4 separate regions of the Mus musculus genome follow, and all the other regions are linked to region 3. A link is a contact called in public promoter capture Hi-C data. All regions are on one chromosome and are shown on one strand. The core of a region is the stretch at or near the end of the contact, and the rest is flanking DNA. Distances in the headings are between cores, read along the strand shown. Region 1 holds the start of Rps19 (ribosomal protein S19). Region 2 holds the start of Sympk (symplekin). Region 3 holds the start of Zfp787 (zinc finger protein 787). Region 4 holds the start of Ppp5c (protein phosphatase 5, catalytic subunit).

Evidence for each region. Promoter capture Hi-C pulls out the DNA fragments that hold promoters and counts their contacts.
Region 1: a contact with region 3 is called in a promoter capture Hi-C map of cranial neural crest. The contact joins the promoter of Rps19 here to the promoter of Zfp787 in region 3.
Region 2: a promoter capture Hi-C map of pre-B cells shows a contact between it and region 3. The contact joins the promoter of Sympk here to the promoter of Zfp787 in region 3. A contact is called at or near these places in 3 of 39 promoter capture datasets (cranial neural crest, liver and pre-B cells).
Region 4: a contact with region 3 is called in a promoter capture Hi-C map of second pharyngeal arch cranial neural crest. The contact joins the promoter of Ppp5c here to the promoter of Zfp787 in region 3. A contact is called at or near these places in 2 of 39 promoter capture datasets (cranial neural crest and second pharyngeal arch cranial neural crest) and 1 of 484 Hi-C or Micro-C datasets (B cells).

What each region holds. Positions count from the first base shown.
Region 1 is chr7:24,882,965-24,886,839 of GRCm38.p6, reverse strand. It overlaps Rps19 (ribosomal protein S19), which reads right to left and starts at 2,248. Exons shown (of 6, transcript NM_001360119.1): 1 at 2,173-2,248; 2 at 1,634-1,704; 3 at 1,288-1,388. The coding sequence starts at 1,704.
Region 2 is chr7:19,022,990-19,026,626 of GRCm38.p6, reverse strand. Sympk (symplekin) reads right to left here and starts at 2,250. Exons shown (of 27, transcript NM_026605.2): 1 at 2,121-2,250. Foxa3 (forkhead box A3) reads left to right here and starts at 3,088. Exons shown (of 2, transcript NM_008260.2): 1 at 3,088-3,278. The coding sequence starts at 3,210.
Region 3 is chr7:6,154,511-6,158,262 of GRCm38.p6, reverse strand. Zfp787 (zinc finger protein 787) reads left to right here and starts at 2,298. Exons shown (of 3, transcript NM_001013012.2): 1 at 2,298-2,418. Gm36371 (a long non-coding RNA gene) reads right to left here and starts at 1,044. Exons shown (of 2, transcript XR_391130.2): 1 at 1-1,044.
Region 4 is chr7:17,026,396-17,030,271 of GRCm38.p6, reverse strand. It overlaps Ppp5c (protein phosphatase 5, catalytic subunit), which reads left to right and starts at 2,358. Exons shown (of 13, transcript NM_011155.2): 1 at 2,358-2,579. The coding sequence starts at 2,459.

The sequences.
Region 1 (3,875 bases), core at 999-3,498, about 19 Mb before region 3:
ATTATCCAGACAAAACTACAAACATAGTCTGAAAACTAACTTTGAACAGAACTAGCCTATCTTCGAAGAAAGTAATGCCACCTCTGTACCCCCCTTTTCAGTGTTATGACAAACGGCTACAATTTGGTAAGAGCCTGAGCTTTTTGATCAAACCAGACAGGAACCCATTAGACCCCAGAATGCTGGGGTCTTCCTGTAGCTCAGCCCAGCCCCCTCAGCATTGCCTTGGTCTCTCAAATTCTGGGAATACAAGCTCACACCAGCAGGTCTGGCCCCAAACTGCTTCTGCTCCAGAAGTGCTGGAATCAAAGGCAAAAGGCACCTGGCTCGATTCCATTTCTTGCTAACCCCATCCTGCTTGGGACACAGCTCAGTGTCTGGCGGGCCCTGGATATGGCAGCCTCCCCCCACAGCAGCTGTGGAAACTAGACAACCAACCCTGTCCACAGCAAGTACACCACTCTACCCAGAGAAACCCAACAGTCTTCCTCTCGCAACTCCACAGCCGCCCTAACCTACCACCTGAAGCACTGTCAACACCACTGCACGCTTGCTTCCAAGAGGGGGTGTGAGGTGCACACCTCAGCTAGGCCTCACCACCCTTCCCTACATCACCCTCCTTAAAAACGTGCTGGCAGGTGGAAGCACCGACCTTTTCCCACACTGTGGAATTGACCTTTTGGTTTTCAGAGGCTGTGTTGAGTCATGGTGGTCCCTGTGCCCATGCCAAAGCCTGAAACAAAGTGGATCCCGTGGACATTTAATATTAACTTATAAACTGCTTCACGGTCTTAAGCGAAGAGGAACTTACTTCCCACGACCAGGGGAATTCTCAGGCAGGGCCCCCCCCTAGCAAAGGCCTGGCCATGAACTGCAACCCTGGCACTACCCAGCAGAAAGAATCCTGCTCCCCTAAAGACTAGAGACAACAGGATGCACAAAGCACCCAGGCAGGATCCAGAGAGACCAGAGGGGCACCCCAAAGTTTTCTTTGGGCACCAGATCTGTAAGTTTCCTTTATAACAGGAGTGGCACTCCCGACCACTCAACCAAACAGGAGTTGACAGTTGTTCAAATCTAAATGCTATAACCGTGGACACAGAAAGCTGTTAAGACTCTCAAGTAAGCAAAATATGGACACTCATTTGCCCTCAGATTTCCTTTCTAGTTTAAAGCTACAGCTATTCAATAATGAGGTCTGTCTCCTGGTGTAGATGGGAGGGGAAGACAGGGTCCCTGCCTGGGGTCGCCCAGGTTCCCACTCCCAGCCAAAGCCTCAGTTCTTACCAGCTCGTGTGTAGAACCAGTTCTCATCATATGGGGCAAGCTCTTTATGTTTGGCCAGCTTGACTGTGTCCACCCATTCGGGGACTTTCAGCTTCCCGGACCTAGAACCAAGAGAATTGAGAAAAAGCACACTTCAAAAATTTCCAAAGATGACTTCAGATCTACTAACCTTTAGCAAGTTAACAAGGTTGGGGGAAAAAAAAAGCAAGAACGAACAGGTTAAAAAGGAAGCATGGTCACCGTAGGCCCAATTCAGAAAAGACCCCCAGCAAGTGGCCAGAGGGATTAATGACACATTGGGGTCACAGCGCACAGGGGTCAGGCCTCAGTTCCAACAAACACTTACTTTTTGAGGAAGGCTGCCAGAGCTCTGACGAACTCCTGCTGGTTAACGTCTTTTACAGTAACTCCGGGCATCTGAGGAAGGGACAAGCATGCCGAGGTCAGGCTTGGTGCAAACCCCTGACGTGGGTCCAGGTCAACACCAACCCTGCTCGTCGCCAGTCCACCCCAAAGCCTCAGCATCCACCCAGCCTCATGTCCCTGCAACTCGGCTCCTGCAGGTCCAACAGAGTTGCCGGGTGCACACGCCACGCGGATCGCAGCACCGCGGCGTGGTGACCGCGTGGGAGAGCCCTCCACACCCCGCTCCCTCAAGCCCACGTTCCGGGCGTCCCACTCACCCCTCCGCTGCCCACCTAACCCTCCGGGCTCCCGGATTGCGGCGATCAGGCATGTCCGGGCCTGCCGCTCGCACGTGGCCGCGGCTCCAGAGGGCGGAGCGACCCCGCGCCGGGCTTCCCGCGGTCCCGGCACGAGCTCTTGGGGCCAGAAAGCCCGGCCCCGTGGCCCCGCGCACAGCCGCGACCCAGAGCCCTCACTCACCGTGCGGCCTCCGCGCTGCCAGCCAGGGGAAAGGGAACGACGGGGTTTCCCGGGCGCACAAGTCGGGCGTCGAGTCTCGCGAGATTTCGGAGTGCTCGCGAGAGCGGCTAAACCAGAGGGCTCCGCCTTTCTGAGGGCGAATATGGCTTCATCTCCACCCAAAATGGGCGGGTCTGTAAGAGGAAGGGGTGGAGAAGCCAAGAGAAGGGACTCGGGAGGAGGATAAGGGATCTGGTTCCTCTTTCCGTTTCCTTGGGCGTGACCGGAGCGAGCTGGGGGAGTCGGCCTTCATTTGAGCCTTGTGTGTCTGGCGGGAACAAGGAGGCGGAAACTTTTGAGGGCGGAAGTGCGGGCGAAGTTGAGCGCGCACGAAAGGAAGGCGGGATTCAGCGCAAGACCCTGCTTCCTGGCCGGAAATGGGAATAGTTACGGGCGGAACCGTGACAGGCAATCCAGGGAAAAGGCACTATGACATGTGGCCACCACCACCTTTTGTGCTAGCATTAGCATTCGCGAGACCAAGAGATACACGGAAGCCCCACCCTTCTTTGGGCGGAAGTTGCTTCAGCTCCATTGACGCTCGCGGAGAGGAAAGAAGGCGTTGGGAGCGGGGAGGAGATTAGGGCGGGGACAAAGGGGTAGAGGCGGGCCCTTGGTGGAGGTTCAGCTCCGCCATCTAGTGCCGGAGTCTGGTTGTTCAGACCGTTAGTCTCCTCGTTTGCCTCTTCTGAGTCATCCAAGCTGACCTGTGCAACTTTATTATATCTGTACCTACCCACCCACCTACCTGCCTATCGTTTGTTGTTTTGAGACAGGATTATCATTAATTTATTTAGCCAAGACTGGCCTGGGACTTTTTATCTAAGGCTGGCTTTGAACTCATGATCCCCCAGCTTAATGCTACGGGAGTGTGTCACTACGCCAGGCTCTCAGTACCTCCCACTCCCACCCCGCAGCGCAGCGCATAAAATATTTGAGGTTGTGTTGCATCCAGACAAATATTATTTAAGATAGAAAAGAGAGGAGGGGCCGGGCGTGGTGGCGCACGCCTTTAATCCCAGCACTCAGGAGGCAGAGGCAGGCGGATTTCTGAGTTCGAGGCCAGCCTGGTCTACAGAGTGAGTTCCAGGACAGTCAGGGCTACACAGAGAAACCCTGTCTCGACCCCCCCCCCCCCAAAAAAAAAAAAGAAACGAGGGGCATTGTGATGGTTCGCTCACTAGGTAGAAGTTCTCCCATACGAGCCTGATTGACCTGATACGATTCTTTGAACCCATCACGGTATAAGAACTAACTACAGAGTTTTGTCCTCTGACTGCCACAGGTGCGTCTCAGAGAAGGGTGTATGTTCACATATCGCACCCTCTTTATACACATACTAAGACTTAAAATTAGAAAAAAATATTAAAAAGAAATGAATTATCAATACATAAGTGAAAAGTTAAGCCAGTTTGAGGGGCCGGAGAGACAGATGGCTCAGCAATTTCAGAAAATCTGACTTCAGTTCCAAACACCTACACTGGAGGGTCACAGTAGCTTGTACTTTCATCTCCAGAGGATGACATGTCCTCTTCTGGCTTCCTCGGGCACGTGCACTCATGTATGTACATATGCAGACACATACACACAAAAGTAAATTTAAAAAAACCTTAAACACTTAAATGGCCTGGGCATAGTGATGCACACCTACGGTCCTAACACTC
Region 2 (3,637 bases), core at 1,001-3,500, about 13 Mb before region 3:
CCACATCCAATGCATTCCTTTTGTTCCATGCTTCTGACCATTGCCATGCCACATGTCTGTTCATTAAGCCAAGGGGCATGGCCACATGACATACCACACTGCTCCTGGAACCAGAACATAAGGAACTCCACCCTCCTTCTGGATGATACACCAAGAACCAGCAAAACTCCCCTTCCTCTTTAATCTTCTGGGCTTTGTTTTGTCTTGAGTATATATTCCTATTTCTCTTTTTTGTTTTTCTTTTTTTCTTTTTTTAATTAGTAAAATGGATGTTCAGCTGCCTATCGGTATCAGAAATTGACCCCCAGGACTCCCTTCATATCAAAAATCAGGCCGTAAATTAAAACAGCACTGTTTGGCCAGATAGGGTGACATACCCCTTTAATCCCAGCACTCTGGGCAGAGGTAAGACGCTCTCAGTTTGAAACCCATCTGGAGTCGCTGGAAGAAAGAAAGAAAGAAAGAGAGAGAGAGAGAGAGAGAGAGAGAGAGAGAAAGAGAAAAGGGGTGGGGGAGAAAGAAAGCCAGGTGCTGGTACACACCTTTAATACCAGTTACTTGGGAGGCAGAGGCAGACGTAGCTCTACAAATTCAAGACCAGCTTGGTCTGCCAAGTGAGTTCCAGGACAACCAAGGCTACAAAGAGAAACCTGGAGGTAGTGGCGGTGGAGGAGGAGGAGGTGATGGATGAGGCACTGTTGGGCTGGGCACATAGCTCACTTGGTATTCAGGTTTTTACTATGCACAAAGCCCCATGCTCCATTCCCAGTGTGTTCAAGTGCTACACAGACCTTCTAGCATACTGTTATCATCTCTTAGGCTGTGCTAGCTGGGGAACTCAGGGCTTGTATAGTAAGAGCACTTGTGTGCCAAGTAACTTTGTAATCCCCCTGCCCCAGTCTCTTAACTAGGTCTGTGTCATCAAGTCTGGCTTAAATCACCTCCAGATGACCTAATTCAACATACAATGTAAACAACGTTGTTACATTGTATTGTTGAGGGAGGATGTAAAATTTTAAAGTCAGTGTAAACCATTTTCCTGACTATTTCAATCTTAAGATTGGCTGAATCCACGCATGTGAACTTCCAAGACAAGCTGATGGTCAACTTTATAGAAACTATTTTCTATTTCACTTTTTTTTCTCTTAGTAAATACTGAGCTCAGTCTATTTTCCACCTTCCTTTCTTTCCACGGTTGCAAATCATTTTATTACGTAAATATAGTGATTTCTGCTAGACTTCCCACTGAAGGACAGCCGGGATGTTTGCAGTCTGGCTATCAGAAACATTAACACTGTTTTCCCCTCTCTGGTTGTGTGCTCAGCATTGAACCGCCCCTCCCACCAGGAAGTACGATGACTTTCCCGTTATCCTAAAGAGTGGATCTCCAAGTGTTTTTGTTTGTTTGTTTGTTTGTTTGTTTTTTGTATTTTCTGTATTCATTCAACGAGCATCGCCTAAGCAACACCAGTGTATGTTGGGCGCGAGCTGTGCTGGGAGGCAGGCACCAGGACACACTCTGTCCTCTCTTACACAGAGCCCAGGGTCAGGGACCTCCTCACGCAGCACACAAATAAAATCCTAATAACAAGTTCGACCACACGTGACGAGAAGGCAAGGCAAGGGGACCTAGGAGAGCCTTCAGCAGGCGGATTTGAGGAAGGAGGGAGGCAAACGGAGGTTTTGCAGGGGCAGTGACGTGGGGTGCCGAGCCCCCCAACCCCGAAGATGAAAGGGAGTTAGGCCGAAGGATAACAGCACGTTTCCAGGGCGGGGGACACTGGGGAGGAACAGCCTGTGCAAAGGCCCGGAGGTGGGAAGCTTCGCACACGGCCAGTCTGGGGAAGTGAAGGGCCCGGTGCAGCAGTGTGCGGAGCGGGGGACGAGCCAGGGCCAGGCTGGTGGCCCAGGAGGTCTGCGCGGCCACGGTGGAACTTTGGCCCCGGGGGACCGGGAAGCCAAAGAAGGCAAGGATGGGTCCCGAGCAGTGTGGGAAGAAGCGGGGGCCCGCGACCCCGCTGCTCCCGGCCCTCGCCGAGGCCCTCCCCATCGCTCGCGCCCCGGCCTTGTCAGCGCCCCCCCTCCCCCCACCCCAGGACCTCACGCCGCCACCCGCTCACCGCGACTCCGGCCTCTGTCCCCCTCGCGCCCCCTCAGCAGCGCCTCTCCGCAGACGCTGCCGCCGCCGCCATCTTCCGCCCGCCGCCGTGACACGGCGCAGGCGCTGCACTAGTAGGGCCGCCGGGAAATGGAGTCCGGCACCGCGGCCGGTCCCCGCCCCTAAGGCGTGCCGCGTCGGCAGCCGCCCGCCCTCCCCGGGCGTCCACCGGAGCGGCCGCCATTTCCGGCCTTCGAGCGCCATGCCTTCTGGGAAATGTAGTCCGCGCTGCGCAGGCGCCGGACGGAAATGGGAACGAAGGCTTCTGGGAAATGGAGTTCCCAGCGGTCCGGAGTCCCTCTCCCTAGACGGCTGGCTAACGTTGAGTGGAGAGTGCTGTGAGTGGAGTTTCTGGGTCTTAGAGGAGATCTGGTGCCTTAATGGGGTCTGAGCAGAAGCCCTGAGCCTTTCCACCGCCGACCCTGACTCTGTACGGAGCCTGCAACATTCGCAGACGTCAAAAGCCTCAGTCTTCCTGTCTGTCCAATGGGAATGTGGTTTCAGGAATCTCTGCGGGCTACTTAAACGGTGTTGTATAGGGACTTGTGGAGTCCTGAGCTCTGTCAACCTCCTTTCTTTCGTGGAAGACATGCGGGGTTCTAGAGTTTCCCTCCTTTAGCTGGAGATGATGAAACACTTAGAGGCAGAAAGATTCCCCGGCTCCCGCTCTGTTGCTCTAGGGCTTTTGGGATCAGCAGGGTGTGGCTCTCTACCCCACGCCTTGTAGTCCCCGACTCTTCATCCATCGCAAGCTTCCAGGTGCCAGGACCGAGGCTCCCAGTGCCTGAGGTCTCTCTTCTTGAGATCCCGCAGGGGGCGCCCCAATCCGAGGGCGCCGCGCTCGGGGAGGCGGGCGGGGAGCCCGGGGCGGGCCCGGGAGGGGGTGTCCCGGCTATAAAAAGTGGCTGCCTCCCAAGGCGCCTGGGCCAGCGGGACTCCCGGGCTGTGTGCCTCAGGTCGGAACTCGGGGCTAGTGCCTGTAGAGAGACCGAAGCACTCGGTTCCCCCAGGGGGGCCTCAGCCTGGGTGTGTGGGGGCGCAGGCCCCGGGGATGCTGGGCTCAGTGAAGATGGAGGCTCATGACCTGGCCGAGTGGAGCTACTACCCGGAGGCGGGCGAGGTGTGTCCTCGGGGATGGCGGAGCGGGAAATGGGGGGCAGGTGTGGGGCTTAAATGCAAGCAGGCGCTGTGGTGTGGGCCCAGGTGGGAGCAACAGACCTGAGGACACAGATTCTAGGTGTGGGAGTCGGGGGACAAGGTTTGGGAGAACGATTTAGACTGCAGATCCATGCGAAGGCTTGCTTCCAACGGAAGAAAATGTTAGCAATGAAACCTCGAAGTTATACTTGAAAGGTGTCGAGCCCCTGAGTCGAATGAACAAATTGGAGGTGGGAACCGGAGCTCTAGGGTAGAGCGATAGAGCTGGAGGACCTCGAGAAATGAGTTCTGTAGTAGAGAGGAGAAATACAGAGACTAAGA
Region 3 (3,752 bases), core at 1,049-3,548:
TGGGTGGCACTGCTCCATGGGCTGGGGTTTCTGGAGAGCTGAGTGCCAGCATTCACCCGTCTGTTTCCTGACTGTGGTTGCAATGCCATGATGGACGGGATCTTCAAACTGTGCGTTCAAGTAAATCCTTTCCCCTTAATTGGCTCTGGTCAGGCATTCTGCTGCAGCAAAGAGGAGAAGTAACTTATTACAGAAATAGCCTAGGAATTGGCTGCGTGGGTAATAGTCTTTAACTTTGCTTTAGATTGAAATCGGGAAGAGTCAGCAAGCTCATAAAATTCATATGGATCATAGAACTCAGAGAGTTACAAGATTCAATAGCTATGGCCAGGAAAATGGCTCAGGTAGTAGAGTGTACTTGCTGCCAAGCTTGACAACCGGAGTTAGACTCCCAAGACTCACATGATAGAAGAGGACCAACCAACTCCTGATAGCTGTTCTCTGACCTTACATGCACATGCATGGACACACACACACACACACACACACACACACAGTGCCTGCAAACCCCAGAAATGGAAAAAAAAATAATCCCACACAAATCAGATACAAAAAGTGACTTGAGGATAGCTGGCTGGAGTTAGAGAAGGAGTACACCCTGAGCATCACGGTGGAGTCATAGTGGGAAAGGAGATAAGGAGATAGGAGGGGCAAAACAGAATTGCACATTTACTAGAGTTTAAACAAAAACAAAAACAAAAAAAGATAAAGTTTGGAGAGACAAGAGAAAGCCTGGGGTGCCCAGAGCCTTGGTTCCTTGTAGTTGTCACTGAAAGTGGCACAAAGCTGTTCCCGTTAGGGTTTCGTGGGTACTAGGTGAGTGTGTACCCCTGAGCCTTTGAGGCTCACCATGGAGAAAATATGTATCTTCAGATTACTTGGTTTAGCATTCTAAGAATTCCTCTGTGTGGCCCAGGACTCGGGATGGAACAGTAACTACCGTGGCTGTGTCTGATGCTGCCAGTTTGCCTTTTAGTTTTGTTAGCTTTGAGCCAGGAAGGGATAGTTAATTTTTTTTTTTTTTTTTTTTTTTACTGTCCTCCGTTTACTCTTTACCTTTGGGGCCATTTTAATACCCCTGCTGTGGGTTCGCCTTTAGCCTTTTGATCAGTTACAAGCAGCCTGTGATCTTTATCACCCGTTGAAAGGTCCTGGCTGGTTTATCTTTAATCTAACCACGGAAGTCCAGCGCTTGAACATGAATTACAGGCAGTTTGGACATTTTCCATTACAGGGCTCAGCATAGGCCTCCTCTTGAATTTTCTAACTCTCTACACATCCTTAACAGTCTGCTGAGCAAAGACTTCTGGAGCACCTTGCTAAGGAGATGGCTATGCTTTCCATTTTCTTAGCTTGTCCTCAGGTGTCATGTATCGTTTTGCCTGTGGGCTTTGCTTCTTTAGGCTGCCCAGGATTTTCTCTGGTGCAGGAGGAGTTTGTTTAAAAAGTCCATCCCTTACTTAGTCCAAGTGTCAGCAGCACCTGACGCCTGCTTTTGTAAAGGTAGTTACGTGATGATGATACCATTTGTCTCAGAGAAGCTGACATTGACTTTCAAGTTTCAAATTGTGCCTTGGAAGCAGATATCTGTAGAGGGTCCTTTCATTCCTTTTCTTCATCATCAGCATCCTCCAAACTGTGATGGACCTTTCTTCTAGGAGAGTAATAAGTCATAAACACTTAATTTGGAGCCCTACTCTGAAGGTTCGAGGTCATTCTTGCTATGTCACTTAGTAAGGTAATGTGACCTCTGGTTCTCTGCAAAACAGGCCGATTTCAAGATGAGGTCGTCCCAAAATGCAACCCGCACCGGAGGCTCGAGCGGAAACATTTTGGGGAAAAACTCCAGATCTCGTGAACCGAATTTTTTCTTGAGACCGGCGTTGGCCTGGAAGCGCCCCGGGGCGGAAGGGGTTACGATGATAGAGACGACAGGAGGACTGGAGTAGTGGGAGCGTCGCCGCGGGCAGCTCACCGCGCAGGCGCGAGCGACGAGGCTGGGTTGGGGGCCGCCCCGACACCCGGAAGTGTGCGCCTAACGGGTCGAGCCCAGCCTTCTGTCCGGGGAGGGGGCGGGGCCCGAGCCCCTCGGAGCGAGGCGCCATAGAGCAAAACGGAGGACCTGGGTCCTAGATAATTCCGGAAGTAGCGTCCCGAGGCGCCTTTCCGTACCATAGAGCCGGAGGGGGTAGCGGTCAGGGGTCCTGGAGCTCCTCTGCCTAGAGTGGCGAGGTAGCGGTGGCGGCCTGGGAGGGGGAGGAGAGGGAGAGGCGCGAGCGGAAGCGGCCGGGAAGGTCACTTCCGGCCTGGGCGCCCGTCCCCCTGACCCCAGGGTCTGAGTCGCCGCTGCCGCCGCTGCCACCATCCGCGAGGCAGGCGAGAGGAAGAGTGCGGCGTGACGGCCCCGGGGCCGCGGAGGTGAGGGCGGCCGCGGGCTCAGGGGGGCGTGCGCCGAGTGGCTGGGATGAGAGCGCGTCGGGAAGCTGGGCTTCGGACGGGGGTGGGTGGGGAGGCGGGAGGGCGAGCGCGGCAGAGCGGACTAGTGCGCGTGCGTGTCGTGTTAGGGGTGTGTGTGGGGGGGGTGGGCGTGAGCGGGCGCGCGGCCGGGGAGTTCGCGCGCGCGCGCGGGAGAGATTGGCGCCGCGGCCTGGGACAATGCGCGTGCGCTACTCCGGCGGCAGTGCTGGGCCGGCAGGCACCTGGGTTATCCAACCGGTGGGGTCCGGGCCACCCGGACTGGACTTGCAGCCGGTCATGGCCGGAAGTGCCAGGGACTTGTTGCGGGGGCGAGGCTTGATGTGGGGAGAGACCCCGCCGCCTGGATTGGGCTGACCGGAAACGGCGGCCCATGGTCAGTCTCGGCCCAAGTTCTCCCAAGTCCTCTCCTTCCTCAAATCGAGTCGCCTGGCCCGTTGCTGCCTCGGGGGCCATGCGCTGGCCTTTGATCCAGCGAGTAATTACGGGATGCAGGTGGCGGGAGGCTCATTCATCTATTTCCCCCGCGCGTGCTGACCGGCGGCAGGAAACACGTCCTGGGAGGGGAAGCGCCAGGCCAAGGTCAGCACCGTGTGGGTCGTCCTGGGCCGCCTGGACTGTTGCCTTCCTCCCCTGGGCGGACACAGGGCTGGGTCCAGCGCGGAGCCCCGCCCCTTAGCAGACCTCCCGCCTCCACCTCCAATCTGTACAAGAGTTAGGTCATAGGGTGACCCCCAAGCCCCGGGAATGTGTGCCCCAGCACTTACAAAAGGTCAGTCGGAAAAGTGATCCACAGACGAAGAAGTGAGTGGGGAGTGAACTGACACCTGTCTTAACACCAGGATAGGAAAATGAACATGAACTGGGGTTGGAAAGCAGGAGCTGAGACCTGACCCAGGACGACCTTAGGCGTTATTGCCCAGGTCGTTATTAAAAACGCAGACCTGATGGGTTCCCCCAACCCCTTAATTTCTGATTCAGGCTCCATGTTTGGCGTTGTTGAGAATCTAGCTGAGATCTGGCCTCTGCTCTGGGGAAAGCTTTAAGCCTCTTGGGTCAAGTGCAGGTAACTTTCCCCTCCTGCTTCTCTGGAGTCACTGAGTGCTGTGCTGCCATGGCCCAGAGAACTTTCACATTAGATTCTGACTTGGTTTATCTCATGTGTTCTCCATCTGAGCAGAGAAGGGTATATCCTCAGGCTTGGCCCATGGTGAAATTCAAGAATGATTTGCAGCTACTGGGAATATTGCCCACGAGCTCTGAAGCTCAATTCCTCG
Region 4 (3,876 bases), core at 1,109-3,608, about 11 Mb before region 3:
GACCTGTAATGCCAGCACCTCTTATCTGAAGGTAGCCTGAGTTTAAAGCCAGCAGAGACTATATAGAACCCTGTCAAAAAACACCCAACAAAACCTAATACTTGTGACCTCAGGCCTAACACTCCTCCAGGAAGTCATTTTTGCTTCCCCCAGGTGGACAAGATCTTCCTACACCCCCTAAACAGCCCCTCATTCCAGCTTGATTCACTTTGTTGAACTCAGGCTACCTGTAATGTCCTCTACATGGAGAGTGCTTCTGTTAAGTCTCTCAGGTAAACACTAACTCATATGAACTTTTGGTTAGGTTAGGGTTTTTTGGCTGGGAAAAGGAGAGAGAGGGAGAGAGGGGGGGGGGGGGAGACAGACAGAGAGACAGAGAGAGACACAGAGAGAGAGAGACAGAGAGAGACAGAGAGAGAGAACCCAGGTTGACCTGGAACTAACTCTGTGGCTCATGCTAGCCTGAAACAACTCTGGATAAATCTTCCTCCTCAGCCTCTCAAATGCTGGACTGCAAGGGTGAGCCACCAAGCCAGGCTTCTCTTAAGCCTCCTCTGCATGTATAGGCAGGCACTATTACTAGCTCCTCCTCACAGAGGAAATAATAGTATTGTGGCTTGCTCAAGATCACATAGCTTCAGGAACAATTGGAGCTGGGTTCAAATTTGTTAGAGCAGATACTGCCTCAAAAAAAAAAAAATCAAAAGAAAATTCACTTCCTACATGATCCCACTGGCACTGGCAGGTATAGTCAAATAGGGACTGTGCCTAGAAATTAGATTCAGATTCACTCTCAGTCAGACTCTTCAGGAATACGTTGATGCCTGTGGACACACGTCAAATGGACATGTGTACCAACATCGATTTTCCAGAGTGATTGTTAGTTGTAGTCAGGGGTGGAGCGGGGGAGGTGAGGCTGATACACAGCCTTAAAGCACTTATATATAGTGTTAGTGTCTAGATTGAGGACTTAAAGACTAGAATAGGAAGATACACAGTGGGGTCTGAAGATGTTACTGGAGGCTAGACTACCCGTGGCTTCTCAGAAAGAGTTTGGGTTGTCTCACGAGGGAGCTGGGGAGCCATGGAAGGCTGCGGCGGGTGCCAGTTTTACAGTATTCCAGCAAGATGCCTCTGACTGCCATATGGAAGGTAAACTGGAGGAGGGAGGATGAACGCAAGCATCAGAGGAGGCTGAAGCTCTGATCCAGGCACAGGAAATGCAAGCAGCAACAGTGTCATTTAAAAGATCCCTTTGGGGCTGGGGTGTTGTGGCACACGCCTTTAATCCCAGCACTTGGGAGGCAGAGTTAGGCGAATTTCTGAGTTCAAGGCCAGCCTGGTCTACAGAGTGAGTTCCAGGACAGCCAGGGCTACACAGAGAAACCCTGTCTCGGAAGAAAAAAAAAAATCCCTTTGGTGTGGTTGTTTGTATTCGGAACAGCGTCTCAGGTATCCCAGGCTGGCCTTGAACCTGAAATTCTGATACTGTTGCCTCCACCTATCAAGCCTTCAAATTACTGAGGTGCACCTTTCAGCCTGATTTATATAGTGCTGGAATTGGAACTCAAGCCTGGAGCACTCTAGACAAGTACTCTACCAACTGAGCTACATCCATGACCCTTTAAAAGGTTTTTTCTAGGACTTGACATGATGATGCAAAGCTTTAATCCCAACACTTGGGAGGTACAGGCAGCTGGGTCTTTGAATTCAAGGCCAGCCTGGTTTATATAGCAAGTTCCAGGCTAGCCAGGGTTGCATAATTAAATCCTATCTCAAAATAAAAAAATAAAATAAATTAATAAGGATGCTGTTGGGCTCGGAACAAACATGGTACAATTGAGACTTGTCAAGACTTGAAGATCGGGATGCCTTGTTAATAATTCAAAAAGAGCCTTGATTTGCAACGTTCAAGTTTTATTTTGTTTGCTTGAGAAACTACCCATTTTCCAAAAGGGTTACTGAGGAGACAAGAGATAAACTTGTTCAAGGTCACACGAGTAATTGGCAGCACCCAGCTCCAGAGCAAACTCCGGGTTGGGCAGGGTGCTGGTTTGAAAGCAGCCCCACCCGCCGGAGGCAACGCAACCCAATCACCAACCCTAAAGGAAGCCGGGATCTCCAAGAAACTTTTGCAGCCTCGCAACTTTGGGAGTAGGCGCCCTCCCGGCCTGCCCCCATCCACAAGGCCCCTTCTCTCCTTTCTGATTGGCTACTTCTACAAGTACAAGTACGGTCTGGATACCCTCTGGTCACCTTGTCCTCCCGGCGCTCTGGGGGCGGGGGCGGGGGGGGGGGGAAGTTGGGGGGGACGCCGCGCAGGCGCGTCAGGAGTGCCTTTGGGGCCCGCGCTTTACGACACTTGTGCGGCAGCGGCGGCGGTCACTCGGCACTCCTTCGCGACGGTTCGGCCTGGTGCCGCGAGCGGCCGTTGCCAGGGTGGGGGTCGCTTTGCGGCATGGCGATGGCGGAGGGCGAGCGGACTGAGTGTGCTGAGACCCCCCGGGACGAACCCCCGGCCGATGGCACTCTGAAGCGGGCAGAGGAGCTCAAGACACAGGCCAACGACTACTTCAAAGGTGCGCCCGGCCCGGACGGGGTGAGGGAGGGTGGACAGCGGCCCAGGCTGTGGGGGTGCCAGGCCCGGCGGGGAACCATGGCAACGCGGAGCGGCAGCCTGGGCGCCGGGCAAGCACTACAGAGTAGCCAGGCGCGAGGAGGAGGCTCAGGCTGGACGACAGACTGGGGAGAGCTGCTGAGAAGTGGATACCAAGCAGAAGCCACTCACTGGGGAGACTGAGGCAGGCGCTGCTACACGATAGGGGAAAAGCAGGGGGCCGACATGTGAGTGCTACCAAATGTGAGACCTGGACAGAGGTGCTAAATGGTGGTCAGACCTGAAGAGGGCGCTACCAAATAGTGACATGTGTTTAGGGCAGTGATGGCGCTGCCGAGTGGGGAGGCCTGAGATGAGTATGACCGAGAAGAGAAGGCCCAATAGAGAAGGGAATTATGGGGATGGAGGTAGATAATTATATTGGAAGGCGATTTGGGGTGATCCAAGGAAACGAGTAGGGTGGAGAGGTGGAGCAGGAACGAATAGGGTGATCTTGGGCTAAGAGTGCCATGTGGGAGGACATGTCTCCGTTCATTCATTCTTTCAGTACACTTGTATTAAATAAGTGTCATGTGCTACACGGCCTGTGCTTGGCTCTGAGGCTGCAGCGATGAATGCAACACATGACTCGGATTTAAGCAGAACCAATCATTGCAAACTTGTGATGATCACTTTGGGTCAAGGTGACAACACAGGAAATACAGCTTAGAGTCTGCTTTCGATGGTGAGGTCGGGAGTGCCTGGAGAAAGAGGCTTTTTGAGGCGAATTGACAAGGAGTTTTACACGTGGGTCCTGACCACTGAGTTTGTGTGAAGACCCTGGGGTGGAGAGTGATTGAAAACAGACTGGCTTGGCTGGAGTTTGAGGAAACTGGGGGTACGAGGGGAAGACTGATACAAGAGAAGATTAAGATAAGGGGACAGAGCATGCAAAATCTGAATTCGTCACAAAGATGAGTTTTGGGTTTCCTTCGCTGTCCGAAAAGGGACATTGAGTGGGTAGATGGGACCAGTCTGGACTGGAGAAAATTTTGAGTGTAACCAGCCTATGGTTGGAGGTGCCCTGGGAATGGATGAAGTCACCAGAGAGTGGGATCTAGAGAGAACCTAGGATGGAGTTTTCATGTTTACAGCGGAAAAGGGGCTACTGAGGAGAAGTGACTGAGGTGGAAGAGAAACCAGGAAAGGTGCCACAGGCTAAGAAAACAAGGTTCTTCCGGAAAGAAAGCCACGTGCCTGATCACCTAGCCCCAGGCACT